Linked DNA regions of Bos taurus: region 2 is linked to region 1. The links are chromatin contacts, called in public Hi-C maps. All regions are on one chromosome and are shown on one strand. Each heading gives the region's core, a stretch centred on a gene start, on an enhancer-like site or on the middle of the called end of the contact. The rest is flanking DNA. Distances are from core to core; before and after follow the strand shown. Region 1 has its middle 61 kb from the start of MIR2359. Region 2 holds the start of DDX4 (DEAD-box helicase 4).

What was found. Hi-C and Micro-C count contacts between places; a contact is called where the count stands out from the background.
Region 2: a Hi-C map of liver shows a contact between it and region 1, with 2.7 times the contacts expected there. The contact joins the promoter of DDX4 here to the enhancer-like site in region 1. A contact is called at or near these places in 2 of 11 Hi-C or Micro-C datasets (liver and skin fibroblasts).

Annotation. Positions count from the first base shown.
Region 1 is chr20:23,255,923-23,263,001 of ARS-UCD2.0, reverse strand. No RefSeq gene overlaps it. Among named protein-coding and RNA genes, the nearest start is that of MIR2359, 61 kb to the right of the region's middle. Within about 2 kb of position 1,926, at least 7 of the 102 cell types and tissues checked have an H3K27ac peak or open chromatin away from gene starts, as enhancers often do. A contact at or near this core is called in liver, where this site is marked.
Region 2 is chr20:23,422,077-23,429,502 of ARS-UCD2.0, reverse strand. DDX4 (DEAD-box helicase 4) reads left to right here and starts at 4,929. Exons shown (of 21, transcript NR_103807.1): 1 at 4,929-4,949; 2 at 5,992-6,068.

The DNA of each region.
Region 1 (7,079 bases), core at 677-3,176:
ACTTCAAATCCTAAAAGATGATGTTGTGAAAGTCCTGCACTCAATATGCCAGCACATTTGGAAAGCTCAGCAGTGACCACAGGACTGGAAAAGGTCAGTTTTCATTCCAATCCCAAAGAAAGGCAATGCCAAAGAATGCTCAGACTACCGCACAATTGCACTCATCTCACACACTAGCAAAGTAATGCTCAAAATTCTCCAAGCCAGGCTTCAACAGTATGTGAACCATGAATTTACAGGTTTTCAAGCCGGTTTTAGAAAAGACAGAAGAACCAGAGATCAAATTGCAAACATCTGCTGGATCATCAAAAAAGCAAGAGAGTTCCAGAAAAACATCTATTTCTGCTTTATTGACTATGCCAAAGCCTTTGACTGTGTGGATCACAACAAACTGTGGAAAATTCTGAAAGAGATGGGAATACCAGACCACCTGATCTGCCTTTTGAGAACTCTGTATGCAGGTCAGGAAGCAACAGTCAGAACTGGACATGGAACAACAGACTGGTTCCAAATAGGAAAAGGAGTATGTCAAGGCTGTATATTGTCACCCTACTTATATACAGAGTATATCATGAGAAATGCTGGGCTGGATGAAGTACAAGCTGGAATCAAGATTGCCGGGAGAAATATCAATAACCTCAGATGTGCAGATGACACCACCCTTATGACAGAAAGTGAAGAACTAAAGAGCCTCTTGATGAAAGTAAAGAGGAGAGTGAAAAAGTTGGCTTAAAACTCAACATTCAGAAAACTAAGATCATGGCATCTGATCCTATGGCAAATAGATGGGGAAACAGTGTCAGACTTTATTTTTTGGGCTCCAAAATCACTGCAGATGGTGATTGCAGCCATGAAATTAAAAGACATTTGCTGCTTGGAAAGAAAATTATGACTAATCTGGACAGCATATTAAAAAGCAGAGACATTACTTTGCCAACAAAGGTCCGTCTAGTCAAGGCTATGGTTTTTCCAGTAGTCATGTATGGATGTGAGAGTTGGACCAAAAAGAAAGCTGAGCGCCGAAGAATTGATGCTTTTGAACTGTGGTGTTGGAAGACTCGAGAGTCCCTTGGACTGCAAGGAGATCCAATCAGTCCATCCTAAAGGAGATCAGTCCTGAATATTCATTGGAAGGACTGAAGCTGAAGCTGAAACTCCAATACTTTGGCCACCTGATGTGAAAAGCAGACTCATTTGAAAAGACCCTGATGCTGGGAAAGATTGAAGGTGGGAGGAGAAGGGGATGACGACAGAGGATGAAGTGGTTGGATGGCATCACCAACTCCATGGACATGAGTTTGAGTGAACTCTGGAAATTGGTGATGGACAGGGAGGCCTGGCATGCTTTAGTCCCTGGGGTCACAAAGAGTCGGACACGACTGAGTGACTGAACTGAAATGAGGTAAGAATTTTCCAGCTGAGCTATGGATTGTGGCCAGGAGACCATTTTAGAAGAAATTATATGCATGGGCCAGGAGATAGGAAGAAACACAATAAGGTCTGGTAACTAGCGAGTGTATACCTGGAGAGGAGGCTGTCTGAAGCTGGAAAAACAGGATCAGAAGATGAAGCCTGGAAAGCAAATGTCGACCTTTTGGTTGGAGCAGCAGTACTCTTGCCTGGCGAATCCCATGGGCGGAGGAGTCTGGTAGGCTGCAGTCCATGGGGTTGCTAGGAGTTGGGCACGACTGAGCGATTTCACTTTCACTTTTCACTTTCATGCATTGGAGAAGGAAATGGCAACCCACTCCAGTGTTCTTGCCTGGAGCATCCCAGGGATGGGGGAGCCTGGTGGGCTGCCGTCTATGGGGTCGCACAGAGTCGGACACGACTGAAGCGACTTAGCAGCAGCAGCAGCAGCAGCAGGACCTCAGTGGGCCCTTCCTGCTGCCAATGCTGCCCTCTAGTGGATTAGCTGCAGTTGGGCAGGTACAGCTGGAAAACCACTTTGCAAAAAAGGCCTCTGAAGAGGTTAGGCTGGGAGGTGGTACCTGTGCTTAGCAGCAGACATGTGAAGTTCATGGCAGAACCAACCAGCACAGGAGTGTGATCCGAGCACTCAGGAAAAATGCCCTCCCCTAGATCTTTTGGTCACTGGCTGCAGTTGTCAGGCTCCACCGTTGTTTTTTTAATACAGTAATGAGACTGCATGGGCTTCGCTGGTGGCTCAGATGGTAAAGAATCTACCTGCAATGTGGGAGACCTGGTTTTGATCCCTGGGTTGTGAAGATCTCCTGAAGGAAGGCATGGCAACCCCCTCCAGTATTCTTGACTGCAGAATCCTTATGGACAGACGAGCCTGGTGGGCTACAGTCCATGCGGTCACAAAAAGTCGGACATGACTGAGAGACTAAGCATGCACAGTGAGAATGCAGAAGCTGTGTTAACAGGCATCATGCTTGGGAAGGAGGGACGCCTTTACTTCTCTCTTAGGTCTTTCTACATGTGGCTAGAGCAAATGCGTGTGCTGAGGGTGATCTCCACAAGGCAGCCGTGAGCAGTGGTGTGAAGTGAGATCTTAATTCCCTGACCAGGAATTGAACTGAGGCAGCCTGAACATGAAAACCACAATCAGAGAAAGTGAACCAACATGATCACATGGATCACAGCCTTGTGTAGCTCAGTGAAGCTATGAGCCATGCCATGCAGGGCCACTGAAGATGGATGGGTCATGGTGGGGAGTTCTGACAAAACGTGGTCCTCCGGAGAAAGGAATGGCAAGTGACTTCAGTATCCTTGCCTTGAGAACCCCATGAATAGTGCTAGGCTTCTCAGGCAGCTCTAGTGGTAAAGAACCCACCTTGCCAATTCAGGAGACTTAAGACAACGCAGGTCGGGGAATTAAGAGGATCCGTGGGTCGGGAAGATCCCCTGGAGAAGGAAATGGCAACCCACCCCAATATCTTGCCTGGAGAATCCCATGGAATGAAGAGCACTGTGGGCTCTTCCATAGTATCGCACAGAGTCAGACACGACTGAAGTGACTTAGCACAGCACAGCTCATCCTTGGCTCAAGAACCCCATGAACAGTATGAAAAAGCAAAAAGATTTGACGCCAGAAGATGAGCTCCCCCAGCTTGGTAGTTGTCCAATATGCTACTGGGCAAGAGCAGAGAGATAGCTCCAGAAAGAAAGAAGAGGCTGGTCCAAAGCAGAAATGACACCCAGCTCTGGATGTGTCTGATAGTGGAAGTCCAATGCTGTACAGAACAGTACTGCATAGGAACCTGGAATGTCAGGTCCATAAATCAAGGTAAATCAGAGGTTATCAAGCAGGAGATGGCAAGAGTGAACATTGACATTTTAGGAATCAGCAAACTAAAACGGACTGGAAATGGGTAAATTTAAATCAGATGGCCATTATATCTACTACTGTGGGCAAGAATCCCTTAGAAGAAATGGAATAGTCCTCATAGTCAAGAAGAGTCTGAAATGCAGTACTTGGGTGAAGTCTCAAAAATGACAGAATGATCTCGGTTCATTTCCAAGGCAAACCATTCAACATCACAGTAATCCAAGTCTATGCTCCAACCACTAATGCTAAAGAAGCTGAAGTTGAACAGTTCTATGAAGACCTCCAAGACCTTCTAGAACTAACACCAAAAAAAAAAAAAAAAAAGTCCTTTTTATCATAGGGGATTGGAATGCAAATGTAGGAAGTCAAGAGATACCTGGAGTAATAGGTAAGTTTGGCCTTGGAGTACAAAGTGAGGCAGGGTAACGACTAACAGAGTTTTGCCAAGAGGACACACAGTCATAGCAAACACCCTCTTCCAACAATACAAGAGAAGACTCTACACATGGACATCACCAGATGGTCAACACTGAAATCAGATTGATTATATTCTTTGCAGTCAAAGATGGAGAAGCTCTATGCAGTCAGCAAAAACAAGACCTGGAGCCGACTGTGGCTCTGATCATGAACCCCTTATTACAAAATTCAGGCTTAAATTGAATTAAGTAGTGTAAACCATAGGCCATTCAGGTATGACCTAAATCGAATCCTTTATCATTATTCAGTGGAGGTGATAAACAGATTCAAGGATTAGATGTGGTAGACAGAACACCTGAAGAATTATGGAAGAAGGCTCACAACACAGTACAGGAGGCAGTACCAAAACCATCAAAGAAATTCAAGAAGGCAAAAGGGGTCTGAAGAGGCCTTTGAGAAGATAAATAGCCGAGAAAAGAAGAGAAGTGAAAGGCAAAGGAGAAAGGTAAATATATACCCAACTGAATGCAGAGTTCCAGAGAACAGTCAAGAGAGATAAGAAACCCTTCTTAAGTGAACAATGCAAAGAAAGAGGAAAATAGTAGAATAGGAAGGACTAGAGATCTCTTCAAGAAAACTCGAGATACCACAGAACATTTCATGCAAAGACATACACAATAAAGGACAAGAATAGCAAGGACCTAGCAGAACCAGAAAATATTAAGAAGCGGTGGCAAGAATCCACAGAACTGTACAAAAAAGGTCTTCACAACCTGGATAACTATGATGGTGCGACCAATCGCCTAGAGTCAGACAACCTGGAGTGTGAAGTCAAGTGGGCATTATGAAGCATTACTATGAACAAGTGCTTCCCTGGTGGCTCAGTTGGTAACGAATCCGCCTGCAATGCAGAATACCTGGGTTCAATCCCTTGGCTGGGAACATCCCCATTCCAGTATGCTTGCCTAGAGAATCCCCATGGACAGAGGAGCCTGGTGGGCTACAGTCCACGGGGTCACAAAGAGTCAGACATGACTGAGCAACAAAGTAGCTAGTGGAGGTGATGGAATCCCAGCTGAGCTATTTCAAATCCTAAAAGATGATGCTGTGAAAGTGCTGCACTCAAAATGTCAGCAAATTTGGAAAACTCAGCAGTGGCCACAGGACTGGAAAAGGACAGTTTTCATTCCAATCCCAAAGAAAGGCTATGCCAAAGAATGTTCAAACTACCACACAATTGCACTAGTTTCACATGCTAGCAAGGTAATGCTCAAAATCTTTCAAGCTAGGGTTTAATAGTATGTGAACCAAGAACTTCCAGATGGAAGCTCTGGACTTAGAAAAACAGAGGAACCAGAGATCAAATTGGCAACATCTGATGGATCATAGTAAAAGCAAGGGAATTCCAGAAAAACATCTACTTCTGCTTCATTGACTACACTAAAGTCTTTGTGTGGATCACAACAAACTGAGGAAAATTCTTAGAGATGGGAATAGCGCTGTGGACAGTGACTGCAGTCAAGAAATTCAGACACTTGCGCCTTGAAAGAAAAGTCATGACAAAGCTAGACAGCATATTTAAAAGCACGGACATCACTTTGCCGACAAAAGTTCGTATAATTGGAACTATGGTTTTTCCAGTAGTCACGTAGGGATGTGAGATTTGGATTCTAAAGAAGGCTAAAGAGCGTCAGAATTGATGCTTTCAAACTGTGGTGCTGGAGTAGACTCTTGAGTATTCCTTGGACAGCAAGGGACAAACCAGTCAATTTGTTGATCAAACCAGTCAATCCTGAAGGAAATCAATGCTGAATATTCATTGGAAGGACTAATGCTAAAGCTGAAGCTCCAATACTTTGGCCACTGATGTGAAGGGTCGACTCATTGGAAATAACCCTGATGCTGGGAAAGATTGAGGGCAAGAAAAGACGGGGGTGACAGTGAGATGGTTGTGTTAGGTAGTTAGAATAGGAAAAAGGAGTCCAAAATAGTGGTGTCTAAAAGAAGCAGAAAAGCCCTCGAAAAGGGAACAAAGGAAAAATCCACAGACCGGAGTGAGAACCTCAGATGAAACAAACATGCCCACTTCCTGGCTAGCCCTCATTTGCATAGCATGTGCGGGGGCAAAGGGGTTGGGGAGGAGAAAAAAACGTATAAAAAAATGGGGAGCCAAGATGGGTTGAGACCTCTCCTTTGGGGTCGGCCTGCCCTCATGCCTCAAGAGTGTACTATCCTTTGTTTATTGAATGAACTCTGAGGTGTAACTGAGCTGTCACACTGGTTCACCATTTCAAATCTTCGTTGAGGCAAGACAGAACCGAGGAAATTATACACTATTCCAACAGTTGGATGGCATCACTGACTCAATGGATCTAAGTTTGAGCAAACTCTGGGAGACAGTGAAGGACAGAGAAGCCTGGTGTGCTGTGGTCCATGACATTGTAAAGAGTTGGACACGACTTAAGAGACTGAATAACAACAAAGCCAGGAATCCTAGCCATCAGACCAACAAAAGCTAGAGGCCAGAAGCTAGTTTTCCCTGGATCTTTGCCCCAGTGAAAAATGCATTTACCACTGAGGCAAACTGTAAATGCAGATATTATACAAAGTTTACTTTTAGAAACATAGCACAACAAGTGGGAGGGCACACAGAGAAATTAAGACAGGTAACGCAGAGATGCACACCCAGAGGGAAAGCGTGTGGGTGTCCCCTCTGGTGAGGAGGAGCACAGAAAAGAGGCTGTGCTGTGCTGTCTCTCAGTCCTGTCCGACTCTCCAACTCCATGGACTTGCAGCCCTCAAGGCTCCTCTGTCCATGGGCATTCTCCAGGCAAGAACACTGGAGTGGGTTGCTATGCCCTCCTCCAGGGGATCTTCCCAACCCAGGGACTGAACCCAGGTCTTCTGCATTGCAGGTGAATTCTTTACTGTCTGAGCCCCCAGGGAAGCCCATTGACCTGGAATCACTACATGCTTCCCTTTGCTTCTCCACTTCCTTCTCTAACTCAGGTCTCCTTGCCGCCTTCTCTTCTATACTCTATTGAGTAGCCAGACCATGTTTATCTAGACTTAAACGTGGAAATCTGGAAAACTCAGCAGTGGCCACAGGACTGGAAAATGTCAGTTTTCATTCCAATCCCAAAGAAAGGTAATACCAAAGAACGCTCAAACTACCGCACAACTGCACTCATCTCACACGCTAGTTAAGTAATGCTCAAAATTCTCCAAGCCAGGCTTCAGTAATATGTGAACCGTGAACATCCAGATGTTCAAGCTGGTTTTAGAAAAGGCAGAGGAACCAGAGATTAAAATTGCCAACATCCACTGGATCTTGGACAAAGCAAGAGAGTTTCAGAAGAACACATTT
Region 2 (7,426 bases), core at 3,680-6,179, 160 kb before region 1:
TCAAGTATGTCAATGTCAAGGATGTATATTGTCATCCTGCTTATTTAACTTCTGTGCAGAGTACATCATGCGAAATGCCAGGTTGGATGACTCATAAACTGGAACCAAGATTGCCTGGAGAAATATCAACAACCTCAGATACGCAAATTGTACCGTTCTAATAGCAAAAAGTGAAGAGGAACTAAAGAACTTCTTGAGGAGGGTGAAAGAAGAGAGTGAGAAGGCTGGCTTAAGATGCAACATTCAAAAAACAAAGATCACAGCATCTGTTCCCATCACTTCATGGCAAATAGATGGGGAAAAAATGGAATTAGTGCCAGATTTTTTCTTTGGCTCCAAAATCACTGCAGACAGTGGCTGCAGCCATGAAATCAAAAGACACTTGCTCCTTGGAAGAAAAGCTGTGACCAACCTAGATAGCATATTAAAAAAAGCAGAGACATCAGTTTGCCAACAAAGGTCCATATAGTAAGAAACTATGGTTTTTTCAGTAATCTTGTAGGGATATGAGAGTTGGACCATAAAGAAAGCTGAGCACCGAAGAATTGATGCTTTCAAATTGTGGTGCTAGAGGAGACTATGAGAGTCCCTTGGACTGCAGAGATCAAACCAGTCAATCCTAAAGTTAATAAACCCTGGATATGCACTGGAAGGACATTATATTGATACTGAGCCATCAAGAAAACCCCTGGTCACTTCTTTGAGTCTCATATTTTTGTGTGACTCCTGTATGTATGAAATTAAAGTTGTTTTTCTCCTTTCGTTTAATGTCAGTTTAATTATTGGGCCAGCCAAAAAGCCTACAAAGGAAGAAGGGAAAATTTTTCTGCCCCTTCAACTACATAGGTGGATGTTTCAGTCTGCTATTGAGGGATTTTTGACTTATTTCTGGTTAACTTTTAGTTTTGCAGTTAATAACTTTGTGGAAACAGTGACAGACTTTATTTTGGGGGGCTCCAAGATCACCTAAGATGGTGAATGCAGCCATGAAATTAAAAGATGCTTGCTCCTTGAAATAAAAGTTATGACAAATCTGCTGCTGCTGCTGCTGCTAAGTCGCTTCAGTTGTGTCCAACTCTGTGAGACCCCATAGATGGAAGCCCACCAGGCTCCCCCGTCCCTGGGATTCTCCAGACAAGAACACTGGAGTGGGTTGCCATTTCCTTCTCCAATGCATGAAAGTGAAAAGTGAAAGTGAAGTCGCTCAGTCGTGTCCGACTCTTAGCGACCCCATGGACTACAGCCTACCAGGCTCCTCCGTCCATGGGGTTTTCCAGGCAAGAGTACTAGAGTGGGTTGCCATTGCCTTCTCCATGACAAACCTAGACAGTGTATTAAAAAGCAGACACATTACTTTGCTGACAAAGGTCCGTCTAGTCAAAGCTATGGTTTTTCCAGTAGTCATGTATGGATGTGAGAGTTGGACCATAAAGAAGCTGAATGCCAAAGAATTCATGCTTTTGAATTGTGGTTTTGGAGAAGACTTTTGAGAGTCCTTGGGCTTCAAGGAGATCAAACCAGTCAATCCTAAATGAAATCGATCCTGCATATTCATTAGAAGGACTGATGCTGAACTGAGGGGCCAATACTTTGGCTATTTGACATGAAGAGCTGACTCATTAGAAAAAAACCCTGATGCTGGGAAAGATGGAAGGCAAGAGGAGAAGGAGATGACAGAAGATGTGATGGTTGGATGGCATCATTGATTCAATGGACATGAGTTTGAGCAAGCTCCAGGAGATGGTGAAGGACAGGGAAGCCTGGCGTGCAGCAGTCCATGGGGTTGCAGAGTTGGACACAATTGAGCAACTGAACATGAGATTTGTCCTTTTATATTTTTGTTAGTGTATCTTTGAGATAAATTCTAGAAGTAGGATTACAGGATCCAAGGGTAAATACACATGTGATTTTGCTAGATGTTGTCAAATTCCCTTCCCTCAAGGTTTAGGGCATGGAACATCCCCAACAGTGATATAAGAGGGTGCTTGTTACCTCGAAGCTTCTTGAACAGAGTTCATTATCAACATGTGCACTGAATGTGTCTAATATATACTAAGATATTAAATAAAAACACTAAAATGACTATCAAAATTAAAATTGTCTATGAGTTGCCTAAAATCAGTAGTATGAGTACCACACATTCATAAACACTGCCTTAGCCATTACTTGAAAAATACAGATATTTTGGCCTCTCTGAACCTTGCTTGGTATGCTGAAAACCCTTGTCCAAGTTGCTTTCTTCCTTAGAAGTTTCACTAGTACAAGATGTGCTACCTGTCTGAGACATTATAACCCACTCCACCTCGTTTTTGTGTTGATTTATAGGGCTCCAATCTGCAGTATTTAATTCTTTTTAGCCTATTGTATGGTTATGTACATAATAAAAGATTCTCAAATATTTATAATACTTAAAGATGAACATCTAATTCTCCCCCACATGAGGTAATCCATTTTTGTACTGTTTGTTGTTGTTCAGTCAGTAAGTCGTGTCTGACTCTTTAGTGACCCCATAGACCGTAGCCCACCAGGCTCCTCTGTCCATGGGATTTCCCAGGCAACAGTACTGGAGTGGGTTGTCATTTCTTTCTCCAGAAAGTCTTTGGACCCAGGGATTGAACCCACGTCTCCTGCATTGGCAAGCAGGTTCTTTACCACTGAACCACCAGAGAAGCCCCATGTACTACTGGTAGATTAAAAGAATTTTTAATAGACTTGACATGGCGCAAGGCACAGTACACATCAATTAAAAAATCATAACTTGAATAATGTGGAGAGAATGCTAAGAACATAAAATCTATATCAGTCATATTTATATGCAGTACTTTGAACTAACTACATTGATTCCAAACTGAGAGACAGCTTTGAGGAAACTCTTGCCCTACCTTATTATAAGGGATTTAGGGAATTTGGAGAAACATTACATAAGCTTTCCAGGGAATCTTTTGAGATAAGAATGTTAAGGTTTAAATTTCATTGGTCATTGCCATTCTTGTCACTAGAATGTTGCTTGAGAAGCTAATTTTACCTGGAACATTTAGCATAATACCTGGCATACAGTAGGTGCTCATTTAAAGCCTCTTTAACTTATGAATGAATCTCTGCCTTTTCCATACATTGTGATTTATTACCACCAGTAACTTAGGATCTGTTAGTGAGAATAAGAAAATAGAATATATTTATACTGGCTTGATTTTCTTGGGACACCCATTAAGGAGCAAGTGTTTACTAAACCGTGCTTGTCTTTTTTTCACTGTTTATGTTCAAGTTTTGAATTGCATGATTTTTATCCATTGTTTATCCTTTACTCAATACTGAACTTCAGTTCTCATCAGAATGAACTTTTTCTTAACTAGGAGCTCTCAAGGATTATATTGTTTCATAAAGAACTATTTCATTGCAATACCTGAAAGCACAAAAATTTCTTCTAGAGTTAATAGTGGAGAATGTTTGCCAAGTGTTTTAAAAAAATATGCTCATTTTAGAAAATATTTCCAAGCTTTCCATTCCTAAAATAAAAAAGCTAGTTGGTTATCATTCTATCTACACAATTTCATATTTTATTTTCACTTAATACATATTTTCCTACAACATAAAAATTTTCGAAAGAACATTCAATTCAAAGTGAGTAAAAATACATCAGAGGACCCTGTGTACAAATTCAGAACATCAGAAAGAGTGTTGGTAGCTCTCCCTCATACATATACAGTTGAAAGTATAAGATGCCTCAAGTAAAAATTTTTTAAATAGAAATTTTTAAAATGAAAAAATAAAAATTATAAAAAATATTCTGGTTTCACTTTTGTTAAATGTAATCTTTTAAATTCACCTTGATAATAGTCTGACAAAGTTTGATGCTAACCAAATAAATACTTTTTAAGGATTCAAAGAAAATAAGTATTTTTAATTAAAGAGACCAATAATGATGGTTCTAGAGCTGGAAAGTGTAAAGTGTTCCATAAAGTACTTCAGCCTCTATTGAGTGTCAGACTGTGTTGGGACTTACATTTCTGAACTATTCAGGAATTTATTAAAAGATTCAGAGCATGGAAAATGATGAATATAAAGCCAAAAATAAAAATGGCATTTTTCCAGTGGTGTGTTGTTATGCCTTTTGGAAGGATAGGAAAATATGGAAAGATTTCTCTGACTTTTTGTGGGCCAGAACACTAACTGGTTGATGAGTGTAAGTCTGAACTACCTTCGGACACCCTTAGGTTTGGCCAGTAAGTAGGGCTATAAACAGGTGGGTCACAAATCTAATGAACGACCTTCACCAGCACAATTTATTTTTCCTTTCCGGATCAGAGGGTGCCCAAAGAATTCGACCTCTAGCTCTTTAAGACAAGTTACTGTCTTCACAGCCTCCTAGGTATCAGCGTGACAGTCTCATAACTTCGGTCTGGGAAGAAAAAGAAATACACCACCACCCCCGGCCTCAGCCATACTTTGAGGTACCTGGGAACCCCCTGGATGTGAAGCAAGCGCCTCAGAAATAGAGGCCAACTGCCAGGGACTGCAGTAGGCAAAAAAAGGAGAGAAAACTTAAAGAGGTAGGTAGGAGGACGTTTTAATTCCTCTTCTATTTTAAACTTTGACTTGCAGTGCTTACATAGGAAAATTCTATAGCCTCTCCAGATTGAGGACCCCGCACAAGCATCCAGAGAAAGTGACCCACGATCAACCTTGTACCCCCAGGCCTAACGGGCCACTCCGTCCGGAACGTAATGGGTCAGCCGACAGCGGCCTCGAACGCGAACGCGTAGGGTAGGAGAGGCGGGAGATGGGGGCGGGACGACATGGCTGCCTGACGCTGATTGGCTGATGGAGTTCGTCGCCTGGTGCCATTTGTTGTTGGATAAGCGCACCAGACGCAGTCTGCGTCCTGCACGTGCAGCCGTTTAAGCCGCGTCAGCGCCTGTGAGGACCCCGGGAGAGCAAGCCGCGGAGAGGTGAGTAGGCCGCCGGCTCTTTTCCCAGTACAGGAGTCATCCCAACGCTCTGGCCTTCCTAGTAGTAGCTGGACTTCGGGCCAAGTGAAGAACCGTTGGGGTGGGTAGGGGTTTGAAGCTGTCCTTTGGGGTCTTTCTGCTTCCTGCCGGAGAGTCCAGTAGCACGGTGCGTGTCCGAAGTCTGGAGTTGAGGCCTGCAGGAAAGGCGAAGGAGCATTTTTGACCACCTGGTGCTACACCATCCGTGTTCAGAGAACAAGACTCTCAGAACACGGATGGTTGTAGAACTATTCGTGTATACACTTTCTTTCGCGAAAGTAGTTGTTTGTTGGAGACATTTGGGCCACCTAATCACCCCTTCCTTCCCTGCCAAACTTCAAGGCCTTGATCCCTGGTCAATCTCCCCCTCCCCGCCAAAGAAACTAAATAAACCCCACGCGAAATGTCGTACCCAGTTTTGAAGGGAGAAACCTTGAGTAGTGTCTGAAAAATTTCCCCTCCCCCTTAATATTCAGTAAGACGTACTGGGAACCCTTCGGTGAGAAAATAAATTCTGTCAACAGATTTTGGGGAAAAGCCTAGACTTCACCGGAACATGGTGATTGCTAGAGTGATTAGATAAGTGGTTCAACTAATTTTTTAAGGTAAAAAATTGGAAGCGCTCAGTAGTGTCCGACTCTTTGCGACCCCATGGACTATACAGTCCGTGGAATTCTCCAGGCCAGAATACTGGAGTGGGTAGCCATTCCCTTCTCTAGGGGATCCTCCCAACCCAGGGATCGAATCCAGGTCTCCCACATTGCAGGCGGATTCTTTACCGTCTGAGCCAAAAGGATGAATATAAATGGTCTCTCTCGGTAAGAAACAAAACTTTAATTGCTCTTTTTGCAAAAACTTCTGGGGAGGATCAACAGTTAATTGTGTAGTTTGGAGGTATATGTGTGAAAAGATGGTTTATGCTTTTAAAGGTACAACTGTGATCTCTGATTCTGACTGAGCCTAAATGTGCATGTTTGTATTTTTATAAAAACTGAACTGGAAGCCACCATGGGAGATGAAGATTGGGAAGCAGAAATAATCAAACCTCATATATCTTCCTATGTTCCTGTATTTGAGAAGGTAATAAAATTTAAAGTTTGTAGTTATTGAATGCTACAGATTTTATCAAAGTTGAAAATCTCTGTGGTGAGAAAGTTCATCTGTGGTGAGAAGCATGCTGTGCTTCTCCACCTGATGGTTATTAACTGTCTTATAGGGAATGATGAAGCATGCTAAGCCTCAAATAGAAGAAAACAGTCTGACGTAATGTAATAATTAAAACCTAAAACGGGTATAATATTATTAGCAACTTAATTTAAATCTCAGTGATTTAGAACTTATTGTGGGTGAAAGCAAGCTTGTGTTAATGTGGTTGAATGTCTCAGATATAGTTGTATAGAAAATGGAAAAATAAAATTCGTTTTTGGGTGGCAATTTGAATTCTGAAAATTGGTTTTATACAAGCAGGGGTCTCAAGTTGAAAACATTAGGCTGGTTCAGATGGTAACATCAGTTTGATCTTCAGATGTACAAATCTGCAGATCTTTTTCCTCAATAGCTTTTGAAAAGTTACACTGTAATTTAGGTGAGGGGGTTATGGAGTGGGTTTTTGGAATTTAGTTGTGACTTTAAGATGATGAACAGAGTCTACTTTGGAAAACAGTATATTTAATGGATTGCTTTTACATAAATTTTATCTACTTGAAAATGTCTCCAAAGGTCAAATTGTTTTCCTTTTAGGATTTCCAGTTTGTATTTATGTTAGTCAGTTCTGACACTTTCTATTTCAAGTGATATCTTATAGAAATTCTTAATTTACCCCAAAACATAAAATTTAATTCTTTGTCTGTCTTGAATTTGGTCTGTTTGCATATAAAGTTTAGATTAAAATACCTAAAATGTTAATCTGAATTTATAATGTTTCTTGCTTTGGGACTTGTTTTAGAAATAACATTTTTTTTGTATGTTATCTTTTTATAGTCTTCTTTATGTTACAATATCATAAAAATACTGTAAGACCAAAAGAGGTGAAACATTACCTAACAGTCTCGCTCACTAGCACAAATGCTCTGTTGAGGTTTTAGTAAATTTTCTACTGTATTTCCCAAACACATTTTTATATGGATTGTAATGATTGTACATTATAGTAATTTTTGATTTCAGCTTTTTCACTCTTCAGCACTAGCTATCCCGTATTACTAACTTCCTAAAAATAATTTCTTATGGTTATATAGTATTTAATGGACTAGAACTACCATAACATAATTAATTTTCTGTTGGTAGAAATTAAAGTGTTATCTTTGCACTGTAGTATTGTCATGAATATCTACAGTTTATTATTGGGGAGTATTTTTTTCAAAAATTGAATTACTTGGTCAAATAATTTTTTATGGTTCTTTTTTTCCCAGGTTCTTGGTAGATTTGTTCTAATAACACAG